5 separate regions of the Mus musculus genome follow, and all the other regions are linked to region 5. Evidence: chromatin contacts called from public promoter capture Hi-C data. All regions are on one chromosome and are shown on one strand. The core of a region is the stretch at or near the end of the contact, and the rest is flanking DNA. Distances in the headings are between cores, read along the strand shown. Region 1 holds the start of Myo1f (myosin IF). Region 2 holds the start of Hsf2bp (heat shock transcription factor 2 binding protein). Region 3 holds the start of Zfp81 (zinc finger protein 81). Region 4 holds the start of Zfp101 (zinc finger protein 101). Region 5 holds the start of Zfp811 (zinc finger protein 811).

Evidence for each region. Promoter capture Hi-C pulls out the DNA fragments that hold promoters and counts their contacts. Capture Hi-C pulls out chosen DNA fragments and counts their contacts.
Region 1: a contact with region 5 is called in a promoter capture Hi-C map of pancreatic islet, with 4 times the contacts expected there. The contact joins the promoter of Myo1f here to the promoter of Zfp811 in region 5. A contact is called at or near these places in 6 of 39 promoter capture datasets (the 3T3-L1 cell line, 3T3-L1-derived adipocytes, the C10 cell line and 3 more), 1 of 115 datasets of contacts at active chromatin or transcription factors (bone marrow-derived dendritic cells) and 1 of 9 other capture datasets (pancreatic islet).
Region 2: a promoter capture Hi-C map of stem cell-derived epiblast-like cells shows a contact between it and region 5, with 2.6 times the contacts expected there. The contact joins the promoter of Hsf2bp here to the promoter of Zfp811 in region 5. A contact is called at or near these places in 1 of 39 promoter capture datasets (stem cell-derived epiblast-like cells) and 1 of 115 datasets of contacts at active chromatin or transcription factors (large pre-B cells).
Region 3: a promoter capture Hi-C map of liver shows a contact between it and region 5, with 5 times the contacts expected there. The contact joins the promoter of Zfp81 here to the promoter of Zfp811 in region 5. A contact is called at or near these places in 13 of 39 promoter capture datasets (the 3T3-L1 cell line, 3T3-L1-derived adipocytes, the HPC-7 cell line and 8 more).
Region 4: a contact with region 5 is called in a promoter capture Hi-C map of cranial neural crest. The contact joins the promoter of Zfp101 here to the promoter of Zfp811 in region 5. A contact is called at or near these places in 3 of 39 promoter capture datasets (3T3-L1-derived adipocytes, cranial neural crest and frontonasal cranial neural crest) and 1 of 9 other capture datasets (adipose tissue).

Annotation. Positions count from the first base shown.
Region 1 is chr17:33,554,402-33,557,101 of GRCm38.p6, reverse strand. It overlaps Myo1f (myosin IF), which reads right to left and starts at 1,395. Exons shown (of 28, transcript NM_053214.2): 1 at 1,246-1,395. The coding sequence starts at 1,248.
Region 2 is chr17:32,033,234-32,035,933 of GRCm38.p6, reverse strand. Hsf2bp (heat shock transcription factor 2 binding protein) reads left to right here and starts at 1,426. Exons shown (of 8, transcript NM_028902.1): 1 at 1,426-1,489; 2 at 2,523-2,673. The coding sequence starts at 1,442.
Region 3 is chr17:33,357,527-33,360,226 of GRCm38.p6, reverse strand. Zfp81 (zinc finger protein 81) reads left to right here and starts at 1,349. Exons shown (of 4, transcript NM_207541.1): 1 at 1,349-1,493. The coding sequence starts at 1,491.
Region 4 is chr17:33,393,355-33,396,054 of GRCm38.p6, reverse strand. Zfp101 (zinc finger protein 101) reads left to right here and starts at 1,418. Exons shown (of 4, transcript NM_009542.2): 1 at 1,418-1,567. The coding sequence starts at 1,547.
Region 5 is chr17:32,808,542-32,811,241 of GRCm38.p6, reverse strand. Zfp811 (zinc finger protein 811) reads left to right here and starts at 1,311. Exons shown (of 4, transcript NM_183177.3): 1 at 1,311-1,460. The coding sequence starts at 1,458.

The DNA of each region.
Region 1 (2,700 bases), core at 146-2,645, 750 kb before region 5:
ACAACTATTCTTTTCCTAAGAACATGCCCTTGTTCTCATTGACAGAATGACAAAAATTGAAAGCTGAAGTGAACTGTGGGTTTGTGGAGCCATGGGGTGATTTGTGTAATCACTACTGGCTTTTATTGTATGTGCCATGATGCTGCTAAGTCTAGACCCATGCATGGTGCTGATCATTCTCCAGCCTTCTCATCATCAACAGACTTCAACTTGAACTTGTAGTGACATCTCTGTCTGCAGCGTCTCCACTGCCATCCTTGGGTAGTAGGGAGAACGGTCTCTCCTTTGTATACCTTTCCTCTATCCTTTCTCCACCTAGTCCTCCATCTCCTCCTCTTTTTTTCTTCCTTCCTTCCTTCCTTCCTTCCTTCCTTCCTTCCTTCCTTCCTTCCTTCCTTTCTTTCTTTCATTAGGTATTTTCTTTATTTACATTTCAAATGTTATCCCCTTTCTTGGTTTCCCCTATGAAAACCCCCATCCCCTCCCTCTCCTCTTCTTTCTATTCCTTATCTCCATTCCTATTTTTCCTTTTCTTCTCCTAGCTCTCTCTTCCCCCTCCTTTTCATCCTTTGCTATCTTCTGCCGCACACCCACATCTCCAACTCCTCCTTAGTAAAATTAACTGGTCCTGGAAGTTAAATGAGGATGATGATGACTTATTTTCAGTGCTAGAGATGATACCCAGGATCTTGAGCACACTAGCCAAGCACCCGCACTGAGCTATCATCTGCCCCTGTGATTGTTATAGTCAAACCACCTAGGATCACTTGCACTGTTATCCCACCCCATGAGAGTGGCCAAACCTACAGATCCCTCTGATGAATGTTCCCAAGAAAAGCCCTACACCCCTCAAACACTCCTTTCTCCAGACCAACTTCTAAATAAGAGTTCTAGAAACAGAGGCTAAGAGAGGGAAGAGCTTGTTTCAAACTGCAGGGGAAGACTAGTTCTGAGATGAGTTGATAACCTAGTTCTCTAAGCCCCTGAAAAGGGACATGTTCTCTTCCTGACGACTGTGTAATTCCTTCAGGGACACTTTCTTTCCTATTTATGTTGCAGTATTGGTCCTCATACCCAGCCTGGCAGATGCAGATTGGAGCTTGATTCTTGGTGAGGGACATGGGGTGCTCTGTGCTGTCCTATGGAACTCTGTCTCTGAAGGCTCTGTGGTTCTCATAACCATTGCCCCAAGTTTTGAGGGTGCTACCAGGTTACCACTCCCAGATCCCACCTTGAACAACTTACCATGGTGAGGGATGGTATGTAGGCTCCTGTGGGTAATGACAGGGGTGCAGGCTCAGAGGGTTCTAGGGGGTGGCTCTGGCATGGCTCTCCTCCTTCACAGGCTCTTGGCCCTAGTTCCTCTTGTAACAGCCCCTCTTTTACTTCCTTTGCGGGAGGGCTCATGACCACAGGGGAGGGAAGCTGAGGGCGGGGACAGTGCTCTGAGCTCTAGCAGCAATGACAGGGCTGAGGGAACCGTTTGGAGCTTACCCTGAAGGGATAGGTCAAAGTTGGCGGGCAGTCACTGCCAGACTAGAGAAAGTCCTTTATCCATCATCTACCTCAAGAAAAGAGTTACAGCAAAAAGCACCCAAATCAGCTGACTGCAGGACTGGCCGCTTAGTTCTCTTCAGAATCAGGGGAAGGAAGTACCATTTCAGATGTGTGTCTGCTCAGAGTTCCCATGGAAACCCTTTATGGTCCTCCCTGTAGACTGTTCCTCCAAAGCCAGGTCTGTTAGTAAGGGAAGTTTAACTGGAGTAGAAGACACCACAAGACTTATTTCCCTTTAATGTCTGTATTTCTCTTTGTGTGCGTTTCTATATGGGTGCATATGAATGTGTGGAGGGAGGTCAGAAGACAACCTTAGGTGAGTGCCAGTTCTCACCCTTCTCCTTGAAATAGGCATCACTGTTGTTTTCCTACTGTGGAAATCAGGCTAGTCTGCAAGCTTCCTGGATTCTCTTGTCTCCACCTCCTATCTCCATGTCTCAGATATTTGTTACCTTTATCTGGCTTTATGTGGGGTCTGGGGATTCAAACTCATGCCCTGATGCTTGTTGTGAAAAGTGAGCTATTGGCCTTGAGAGAGAGAGAGAGAGAGAGAGAGAGAGAGAGAGAGAGAGAGAGAGAGAGAGAAAGAGAAAGAGAGAGACACAGAGAGAAACAGAGACAGAGACAGAGAGACAGAGACAGAGACCGAGACCTTTGGAACCCAGGAGGCACTGGATCTCTGGGAGTTTACATCTGTTAACCACCTGATATGGGTGCTTGGAATTGAACTGTGGTCCTCTGAAATTACAGGAAGTAATCTTCTATCCAGTTGAGCCTTCTATCCAGCAAGCACCTCCCACTGTCACTCCACCCCAAATCTGGATATTGTTGTGGTTTTTGTTTTTGAGATAGGGTTTCCACTGTATAATTTTGACTTGTCTGGAGTTTGTAAGTAGCAAATTTGGTCTCAAACTCAGAGATCCTCCTGCCTCTGGATTGTGGGGCCCAAAGATGTACACACCATTCCTGGCCCAATCTGGGTTTTCACACTTACAGCCTTGCTGTTTTCCTGACTTGGCTCTATCAGCAGCAGCCAGCACATGTAGGGCCTACCATACGTTAGCTCAGTACTTGGTCTTTGGAAGACCAGATCACAAATGAGTCTTCTGTTGACATGGAGGAAATGACAGTTCCTAGAAGTTG
Region 2 (2,700 bases), core at 177-2,676, 780 kb after region 5:
AGGTGGAGAGGAGACCCTTGCAGCTTTTTAGGGCAGGTGTGAGATTTGTAGAGGAGCGAGAACAACCCATCCCTGCAGCATCAGGGGCACTTACAGAGGTGTGGTGTAGTGAGCAATCCTTTTTTGCAGGGTCCTAGGATAGATCTAGGGGTGTGTAGTGGCAAGACAGCAAGCCTTCCGCCGCATCTTGAGACAGGTGCAGGCTTGTTGAATGGGGAATCAGCAAATCCACACACACGACGTCTGGGTGAGATGCAGGGATGTCTATTGTAGAGGGAAATTTTGAGGATCTAACTTGACTCTGTAAGTCCTGCATTCAAAACACACAGTTCTAAGCAGTGGGTAGTGAGATTTTCAAACACCAGGACCAAAAATGCAAGCTGGGGAGCAAATGTTTTTTTGTTGTTGTTGTCGTTGTTTGTTTGTTTTGACTCACATTCCATATTACTGTTCGCCATGGAAGGAAGCCAGGACCAGACCTCACCCAGGACAGGACCCTGGAGGCAGGAGCTGATGCAGAGGCCATGGAGGGTGCTCCTTACCGCCGTGCTCTTTGCAGTTTGCTCAGCCTGTTTTGTTTTTGTTTGTTTGTTTTTTTTTTCGAGACAGGGTTTCTCTGTATAACCCTGGCTGTCCTGGAACTCACTTTGTAGGCCAGGCTGACCTCGAACTCAGAAATCCGAACCCAGGACCACCAGTCCAGGGATGGCCCCGCCCATAATAGGTGGGGTCCTCCCCATCAGTCACTAAGACAATGCCTTACAGGCCTGCTACAATCTGATTTTATAGAGACATTTTCTTTACTGAGGTTCCCTCCTCCCATGACTTTAGCTCGTGTCAAGTTGACATAAACCAGCACAAGCGGGAACATACTAAACCAACATAAAAGAAGGCTTTTAACAATTGTGCAAACTTTAGGGACATCTAAAACTCTACGTTATCAAACATGAGAATTATTAGATTAGTATATTCTTCCAAGCTTTGGTGATTTAATTTTGATTTTTTTTTTTTTACCCCCATGTAGCCCAGCCTAGATTTTCCCATGCTATGTAGCAAGTTTGTCTTGAACTCCAGCTTCCGCCACCCAAGTGCTGGCACAGAAGCACTTGGGGCCAAGGGACGATGAGGTTTTCCCTGCGCGGTTTCTCACAGTGTATAGGTTTGGTTGTAGCATCTTCTCTCTAAACAGGGAAGGACGGATTCTGCTTGACTCTCAGGCCTCACTTTGCAGGTAACAAGTCTGAAACGCAACTGAAGTAGGAAAGCTACAGTAGAATCCAGGTCCATCTCATCCCTGGACCCAGAAAGCGAGAGTGAAGAGCAAATCGTCGAGATTTGAACCTTGTGGCTTTCCGTATCGTGGGGCATCTTAAGATTCCCGCGTTTTTGTGTGTGCGTGTTAGCGAGCTCTGCGCAGGCGCACGAAGCTGAGGCAGCGGCTATGGCCGCAACCGTGGGCGACGGGTCCGGTACTGAGGAGGCCTGCCGGGTCAGTGGGTGCCCTACATATGGGAGCTGCTGCTGATTACTCCCCTCAGGGCGGATCCAGTGCCTGAGGAGATGTCCCTGTAGCCCTGAGGGGACCTGGCCAGGAGCTGCGCGAGGGTGGGCCAGGGCCGGAGACAAGAGGCACAGTTCCAAATCATCTGCGGATGCCTCAGGTTAAAAAGTGGTAGCCCAGGCCTTAGGCCTTGAGGCTCCGGGGAGCCGGAGCTGAGAACTCACTTATCTGGGTTCTGCCCCTGATGCCCCTTCATGAGAGGGCCTGGTTAATGCCTACTTCCGGTAGGATGCCATTGTATGATGGTGTGAATGTTAGGGGTCAGCAAAAGCCAAATGCGGCCGCAGGGATCCCACCCGAGCGGTTCAGCCTGGGGCGCATTAACTTGCAGGCATTTTCTTTTGGCTTTTAGGAATATGAGTTCGGTTTTTCCCCTTACGTATTTCCATTCCCTCCTCCACCATATTTGTTCTTACTGAATCAGTCTTGACATGTTGCTCAGGCTGGCCTCCAACGCTTGGGCAAAGCCATATTTCACCCTCAGTCTCTTGAGAAGCTAGGACTGTGGGTGTGAATCATCACCCTTGTCCCCGTCATCATGGCCCTCTGTATATAAAGCCCATGTGTACACACACATCTATATCCATATATGTGTAACAGGAGGGACATTAGGTGCCAAGAGTGGTGGAAGAGACTGTAACCCAGCACTATGGAGGCAGAGGCCTACACACTGCTTAGTCTACATAGTTCCAGAACAACCAAAGCTACGCAGTGAGACCCTCTCAAAAACCAAATAAAAACCTTAACACACACACACACACACACACACACACACACAGGTACGTATGTAAACACATTTGTGAGGCAATTATGAATGTAAGAGGCATGAAAGAAAAACACATTTGTGAGGCAATTATGAATGTAAGAGGCATGAAAGAAAAGGGAGCAAGTCGATTTGGGATGCTAGTTCTAGTCATCTGAAGAGAAATACTACAATGCTAAGATCTACTTGTTCTTTTAGAACATGGAATCTAAAGAAGAATTTGTTAAAGTCAGAAAGAAGGACCTGGAACGGCTGACGACGGAAGTGATGCAAATACGGGACTTCTTACCCAGAATACTAAATGGGGAGTTACTGGAAAGTTTCCAGAAATTAAAGATGGTAGAAAAAAGTGAGTCTTACCTCATGCATGCCACTT
Region 3 (2,700 bases), core at 100-2,599, 550 kb before region 5:
GTCCATTCATTTCTTATGTATAGTAAAATTCTTTCCTTTCTCTTTCCTAGCAAAGGGTGCTGGTTTTAGTTTGTGACCTTTAGTTTTGAGGTTTTGTTTGTTTGTTTGTTTGTTTTCAGAATGGTTTCTGTGTGTCCCTGGCTGTCCTGGAACTCTCTTTCCTTCCTTCCTTCCTTCCTTCCTTCCTTCCTTCCTTCCTTCCTTCCTTCCTTCTTTCTCTCTCCTCCTCCTCCTCTTCCTCTTCCTCCTCCTCCTCTTCCTCTTCCTTTTCTTCACAATGACCTTTAACTTCTTGCCTCCAAAGTCCTGTAATTAAAGGTCTGTACCACCATGCTAAACAATTTTAAGTTGTTTTTGTTTGTTTGTTCTTAGAAATCTTCATACTTTATTTTTGTGTCTGTATTAATTTACATTCTCTCTTAAAAGTTATAATGACTCTTTCTCCTATATCTGGTTTCATATATACTTCTTTTAAAATTTTAAGATTATTTTTATATGTGTATGAATGTATGTATGTGCACCATGTGAGAACCTGGTGCCTGTGAATTAAAAAGGTGATGAAGCTCTTGGAGTTAAGATGTTTTCAAACGATCGTGTGGATGATTGAAAGCAATCCCAGGGCCTCTGTAAGAGTAACAAGTGCTCCACATCTTAATATTCAGAAGTGGGACAGTGTATTCTACAGCCACATTGAAGTTCTAGCCGAAATAAACCAAATCCACAAACACTATTTCTAGGAGTTTGGTGAAATGCATCTCTAATCTTAACCACCGCACAAGTTCTTCATGTTGAAGATATATTCTGAATTCAGCATTCTCTGTACGTTATAAAACCCAAACACTGTACAGTAAGCAGCGTAATGACCACCTATAGTACAAGCCCAAAGAAGCGCTGGTGAGATGGGTTGGTTGGTAAAATGCCTGATTATCCTTCATGAGGATCTGCGTTTGGATCCCCAGAACCCACGTAAAAAGCCGGCCAAGCCTCTATCGCTAAAACTGGAGGTAGGGATGTGTGTCATTGGCTTTGTCCTAATGTCACTGAGTCCTGAATGTTCACAAAAAAAGTAGTGTGAGTAAGCGGAAAGGCACGAGGAACTCACACGAAGAACTAAATGTGTGCTCTAAAAACCCCGAAGTATATTCTCTTTAAATAGAATGACACCAAATATACTCCGGGTTTACTCCAGGGGTTTGGGGGAGCCAGAGTTAGGGAGGTTCTGTAGTCAGTTTGCCGGGTGAGTTCCATTTAAACGCGCTGAAAAGAGTTAAAGAGGCGGGTCGGTACCGTTCACCAATCAGGGACGTTGTTACTTTCCTGCATGAACTGCCCAATGAGGAGCATGGATAGTCAGAGGGTGCCGCCATTGCCGCCCTGTTTGAGTCCTGTGTAGCTCCAGGGAGGCAGGTGGTGACTTGGCCTGAGTCGCTGTCCCTTCTGCTGATTGTAGGCCCTTTAGGAAGCACACTGCTCGCGTGTGAAATCAGGAAATGGTGAGTGTGCCCTGTGTTCCTGGAGTCGTGCGTGGCACGTTGGTGACATCGCGGAGGCTTTGTCCCTGTGTGGTGCCGCGGCACTGACGTTCGCCTGATTCTGTGCAGGAGTCTGTCACCCGCGCCCTCTCACCCACGTGCGTTTTAATTCCGTGCAGAGCAGGCAGCGGGGAGCCTGGGGTCTGGTCCTGTCGGTCCGGCCCTGCCCTGCCCCGCCCCCCTTCTGAAGCAGTGTCTTCTAGTCCGCTGTGCTCTCGGGTGAGACAGCGCCTCTCCAGACTGCATCGCTGGCGAGTTGGCGTGATGCTCTGTAGCATTTAGACTGTTGTGAGGGGCTTTGATAAACGCTGTTCGTTCCTTCCTTCCTTCCTTCCTTCCTTCCTTCGTGGGCATCGAACCTCAGGCTTTGCTCATTCTAGGCAATCCTTTTACCAATGAACTGTAAACCTATCCCGCATCCTGGTTTTTGCTGTTAGCGTTAATGCAGGAGGATTTGTTTGCTCCCTCTGGGCTGAGAGTGGGAGGAATGCTCCGGCTTGCAAGGAAGAGAGGATTTTCAATTTGCTTCAAAATTGTTTGGATTCACCAACCAATTGGGCAATTAATTGTCTAGGCACAGGTGAAATTTGGGGGAATTTTTTTTTTCTTCTAGCATTGCTGGCTGTAAAAAAAAAAGCATGAGATGGGATGAATAATTTAATTGTAAAAACAAACAAAAACGTGGTAGATTCTTTGGCTGTGGACTTGAACAGAAGGGATGAGAGGGTTATATCTGTTTCTATCTCATCGTTATGAATATTCGTAAGTTGTTTATATCCTCTTGATTTAATTTTAGCTTGTTGTATGCGACTCAGAATCAAACCATTTCTTGCATATATTTCTTTTCCTCGTGGGGGGTATTTTTTTCAAAATACTACCAAATGGTCCACTGCTTTTCTTTTTTCCTGTCTTTTTTTTTTTTAGTCTCTTGCAACCTCCCCTAATTTATGACTTTATTAATTTGTCTCTTCCCTCTTTTTTGTTAGCTTGACTACAGTTTTGCCTATTTTACTGTTTTTTAAAAGAACCATTTCTGAGATTGACATTGACTGTGTGTATTCTTTGAGTCAATTTCAATAATTTTTCAACTTATTTTTTACTTCTTGCTGTCTTTTGCTCTTAAGTCTGACATTTTGTTGTTTTCCTAAGACCTTGTGTTTGAGCCATT
Region 4 (2,700 bases), core at 169-2,668, 580 kb before region 5:
TGCGGTCTAGCTAATCCAACAATGGTTGGCTGTGGATGGAAAGCCCAAGAATCCTGTAGTTTCTCAGACCACGAGGCTAAATGTCTCAGCTGGTCTTCAGCTTATGCTGGAATCCCTAAAAAGTAAGGTTCTGATGCCAGTGAAGGAATGGACATGCTAGCAAGGCTAGGGCAAGCAGGCAGGAGCAGAAGCTTCCTCGTCCAGCTCTAGCAAAGCCTGTAGCCTAGATTAGAGCTGATTCAAGGTTTGGTTCAAAGGCCTGGGACTCCCTACCTCAAAGGTCCAGACCTGAAGCAGAATCACCGACTCCAAAGCAAGCAAAAAGTTCTCACAGGTATGTCCTCCATTCCCAGATTTGATTTCATGACTAACAGAGTCAAGTTGACAACCAGAAAAATAATCATCACAGGACTCAAGAAGAAATTTGGAGGTGGGAACTGAAGTAGAGGTCATGGGGAAATACTGCATGTTCACTCTCCCTTTTTATACAGCCTAGGCCTATCTACCTAAGTATGCATTAATACAGTAGATTGGAAACCCCCCCCCCCCCACACACACACATCATTCTTTAATCCAAAAATATTCTACAGTCTTGCCTATAGCCAATCTAATGGAGGCATTTCTAAGTTGAGTTCCCTTCTCTCAGATGACCCCCACTAACATCAAGTCGACAAAAGGCCAACCAGTACCGGAGCGAAAGCCTCTTCTTTGCTTACAAGTTTTTTTCTATTTACATTATTAATTCATATATGTTGCTTTCTGCTCTTGGCTTGGTTTATAGTAATAATGTTCAATACCCAGAAGTAGTCCAAGTAAAGCCTGTAAGAAGAGACATTTGCAAAAGCATATGTCTTTATCAAACGTGTTTTAAAATATTATTTCTTCAGACAAAGCTTTAACATATTTGTACAGGTTTCTTTCAAACCTGGGGCTCAATCAACATTTTAAATCTTAACTTTCAAAAAATATAGGTGCAAAAGTCCATTTGCCTCATCTCAGATTCTTAAGTTGGCACTCATTATTGGCACTGTCCTCTCCTGACCGGGTAACCTTCTCTGTTTGGGGTCATGGGTTTTCCTTTCCCTACACTGAGTCTGGGATGTCCAGAGCCAATCTGTAGCGCTATTTTATGTGAAACAGTAGAAGCCCACTGAGTACACGACAAAGCGAGTGCGTGCACTAAAATCCCAGAAGGCGTCGTGCTTAAATGCAAGGATCCCACATATTTACTCCAAACGGAACGTCTGGGTTAAGATTGGGTGTTGCTCTATCTTTTTTTTTTTTTTTTTTTTCCCCATTTGCGTCAAGTATGGGAGAGGTTGTTGATCCTGCTACTCACGAATAAGAAGGCGGGTCCAGCATCTTTCGCCAATCAGAGCCGCTGTTACTTCCTTGCTGGAACTGTCAAATGAGGAACACGGATGTTCTGAAGTTTCTGCCCCTGGCTCCATTTTTGAATCCCGTGTAGCTTTTGTGAGGTGTTGTGACAGCTGGTTTCAGTCAGTGCCACCTATTTTGTCGGCAGGCTCTTCCGAAGGACCCCCGCATGCGTCCGAAGCTGGAAATGGTGAGTACACGGTTGCTCCCGGAGTCGTGGGCCGCGGCTTTGACGTAGCCTGGCGCAGCTTGGCACCGCCGACCCGACGTTCCTCTGGCGCTGTGCTGCAGTTCGAGGTGGAGCTTGGCACCGGCGGAGCCAGGAGTCGGAGGCTCCTCCTGCCCTGTCGCTGTAAAACTGCTTTATCCCAGTCCCTTGGCTATCATGGGGAATGAGCTCGGTGGTCCTGCACCCTGCAGACTTTGCAGCGCTCACGGGTTGGTGATGCGGTCTGGTCAGTGTAGTGAAAGGACGTGGGTGTTGAGCGTTACTGCTGGTCTGACCTTGCACTTGCGTTTGGCCTGCTTTATTGTTTTCTGAGGTCTCCTTGATTTTGTATTAGTTTTGCTCTAGGCTGCTTCTCCAAAGAGAAGGAATATGTAATGTGCTTTTGGTGGCAGTGGTGCTGGTGAGTTTTTGATTGGTTGATTTCTTTGTTTTTCAGACAGGGTTTCTCAGTAGCCCTGGCTACCCTGGAACTCACTTGGTAGACCAGGCTGGCTTCGAACTCAGAGATTCTCCTGCCTCTGCCTGTAATGTGTGTTTGTTTGTCTTCTTTCCTTTCTTGGAACTCATTACGTAGACCAGGCCTACCTTGAACTCAAGAGATCTGCCTGCTTCTGCTTCCTGAGAACTGCAGTTTAGATGCGAGCACCATCATGCCCTACAAGGTGGGCTCCTTAATTAGTATTTACCAAGATTACAGTCCTCTAGAAAAATATTAACATCTTCGGTTGTTTCCTTTGCCCTTATGTAAATCGTTTTTCTAGACAGTGTAATTTGCGACTAGGGAAAGTGTGGACAGGGGCCATCTGGGAGAAAAACATACGTGTCTTCTATCTTCTGGATGAGGTATTTTTTTGAGAGTTGGTTTGAGTGCACAAAACATTTCAAATTTTATTAGTGTTGTTCATGTGTGGTGAGCCAATCTTTGGGCTCCCGTGCCATAGTATATACTGTGCAGGTCAAAGGACTCCCTTGTGGGGTTGGAGTTGGTTCTCCTGTCCATTCCCTGGGTTCAGGGATCAAACACAGGTCACAACGCATGCTTGACGACTGCTTTTGCCTGTTGACTCATTTCTTCGGCTTCATTTATTTTTACT
Region 5 (2,700 bases), core at 62-2,561:
TTTGACATTAACCTGACAGAAATGAATGTTTTCTTAAAAGAGCCTTTAGCTTTAACAATATTGAAACAGTGAATTCCAAGAAATTGAGATTTCTCTGGGAATCTGGTATTGGGAGAAGAAAACCCTGGGCCAGAGCTGATGCTCATCTCCTCCAGGAAAGGGATGAACAACCTCACAGAGATGGTGACAGTCCAGTAATGGGTGGCATCACCCCTCATCCTGGACTGCTTAGTATGCCCTGGGCTTTAACTTAAACTTCAGTCTCACTTTAGTAACCCCAAGATAGACTAGTGGGGAATCACTGGGTCTTTTTGTTCCTCTTCCCAACATAGCCACATTGCATAAATTTCTTCTTTTCTGGTTTTCCCTACTAATTTGCATGTTTGTCTTCACGAGGTTGGGTGGCTGAACCTGGCTTCTTATAGACTGTGACCTCAAGTTTAGTAACAGCCATCAGGAACAATCTGACTCAGTGTCTCTCTTGCATTTGACCCTTGTATATATCTGCATGGACAAGCTGAACTGTACAGCACCTCCTGTCCAAACATTGACTATTTGGAGTCAGATAATAGTGTGCTTGTGGAACACACCAGAAGTCACTGGGTCAAATTAAACACTGGATCCTTGTTAAAGCGTGAGGACTTTGCTGGTATGTTTGACCTCTTTCTATAAATTCCACTTTCTGTATGCCTTCAATAATTTCATTCCTTCATATGTTTTCTATGCTATTGACTGAATATAGGTAGCCTCCATCCCTCCCTCACACACACTCTCTCTGTGTCTGTCTCCCTCCCTCCCTTACTCCCTCTCTCCCTCTCCCCTCTCCCCTCTCCCCTCTCCCCTCTCCCCTCTCCCCTCTCCCCTCTCCCCTCTCCCCTCTCCCCTCTCTCTCCTATTCCAGACCTGGTATGCCTTTTGTCTTCTATGGTGCGATGGGGCTGTTTCCATAGACACCGAGTCTGGAATCCCTCTGTGCTTCTGTAACCCCATCAGAAAGGGGAGGAAGCAAGAATTGCCCGCTGAGCAAGTGTTGGGTCAGGAAAGCTGGGACAGGGCTCTGCTTCTGCCCTTTCCCACTGTGGGGCCAGTGAGGATCTAGGAAAGTACTCTATGCAGTCTGGGTAGGCTTGAACCTAAAATTTCTAATTTGAATCTCAATGTGGTAGGTGAGTGTGCTCCTCCAGTCGCTAAAGCTTTAGGAGGCGGGTCTGTGGATTGATGGCCAACCAGGCAAGTTGTTTTGGGATGCATATCCAATGAAATATCCAGGCATTAGGAAGATGGCCGCTACGTATCACTGAGACATCCCCTTTTGGTCCCCGCCTTATTTGGGGATCTGGATTGTTAGCATCTGTACAGGGAATCTCCAGGTCTCTCTCTCTCTCTACTCCATTTCTGCCTCACCTCCACTGACTGCAGGAACTACAAGAGGACACTAGGACATCATGTCTCTGGAAATGGTTCGTGCGGGCGATTGTGGCAGTGGGGTACAGCTCTCGTCTGCAGAGGGGTCTCTCTGACTCTGATGAGCCTCAGAGCGGGATCCTCCGGGTGGAGCTGGTCCAGGCTGCCCTGTCTCTTGCTGAGCGCTCACTGAAGCAGACACATCTGGTCTCTCGCAGTGCCAGGTCTAGGCAGAGTGGGTGGTGGTGGCAGAGGGTGGTGGAGACTAGGTACTCGGGTTGGGGGTTCTGCACCAGAGGAGGTAAGAGGTGTGTTGACCCCCGGATCTTGTGCATGTTATTCTGAAACATACAGAGACATGGATCTTTTTTACACTGTCACGATTTATTAAATAGCCAATAAATTCTTTTTCCTTGACTACAGTTTTCCAAGTAAGCCCGATTTTGCCTTCTTTCTGGCCGTGGGCAGCCACTGCTCTTTTATTCCAATCTTAATCACTAACATTAAACCACATATTAACATTTCACACAATAATGAACCAAAACACAGGTTGCAGAATGGTTAAGAAAGTGTTAGAAAGGCTTGAAAGCACACAAAGCTTTACTGGAGTCCAGGCATTGGAGCTAATACGGGGACAAAGAGGGCTGTTGAGGATCGAATAATTCTCATCGATCAACTAAGCCGGAGAAACTGCGAGGACAAAGGCGGGAGGGAGTCCTTGCCCACGGTTATTCCCCTTCTCTTGACAGCTGACCCTGTGATCACTGCCTGTGTGCCACACTCTGGTTTTGGGGTGCTCCTTGTAGAAATTCAGGTGAGGGGTTGCATATATTGTGGTTGATAAGCTCATGCGTCTAGTGTTTTTGATAAAATTTGGTACATTTTCAGGAGTTGTTTACTGATGTCACTTTGTGCCTTCTGGAGTGCTGGCAAATAGTAGCTCTTTTTCCTCTATGAGATCTTATGCTTAAAACTCGAGCAAATCAGATTAACGTTGTTGCTGAACACAATGGAGCCATTCTAGGTTTGGCATAACCTGCAACATGAACTAACTACAAGCAGCCCGCCCCCACGCCCCCCTCCACCCCCCCCCACCCCCCCCACCCCCCCCCACCCCCCGCCGTCTTTTCCTTGTCTCATTTCAGTGGCACCTGCTTTTCCAATGAGCCTTGCAGGTTGCTCTAGTCTCATCCTGTCGCTGCAGTAACATACTGACTGAAGGCAGCATGGCTCGTGAGGAAAGGGTTCTTTTGGCTTATTATTTTCAGGTCACAGTTCATCATTGAAGGAATTCAG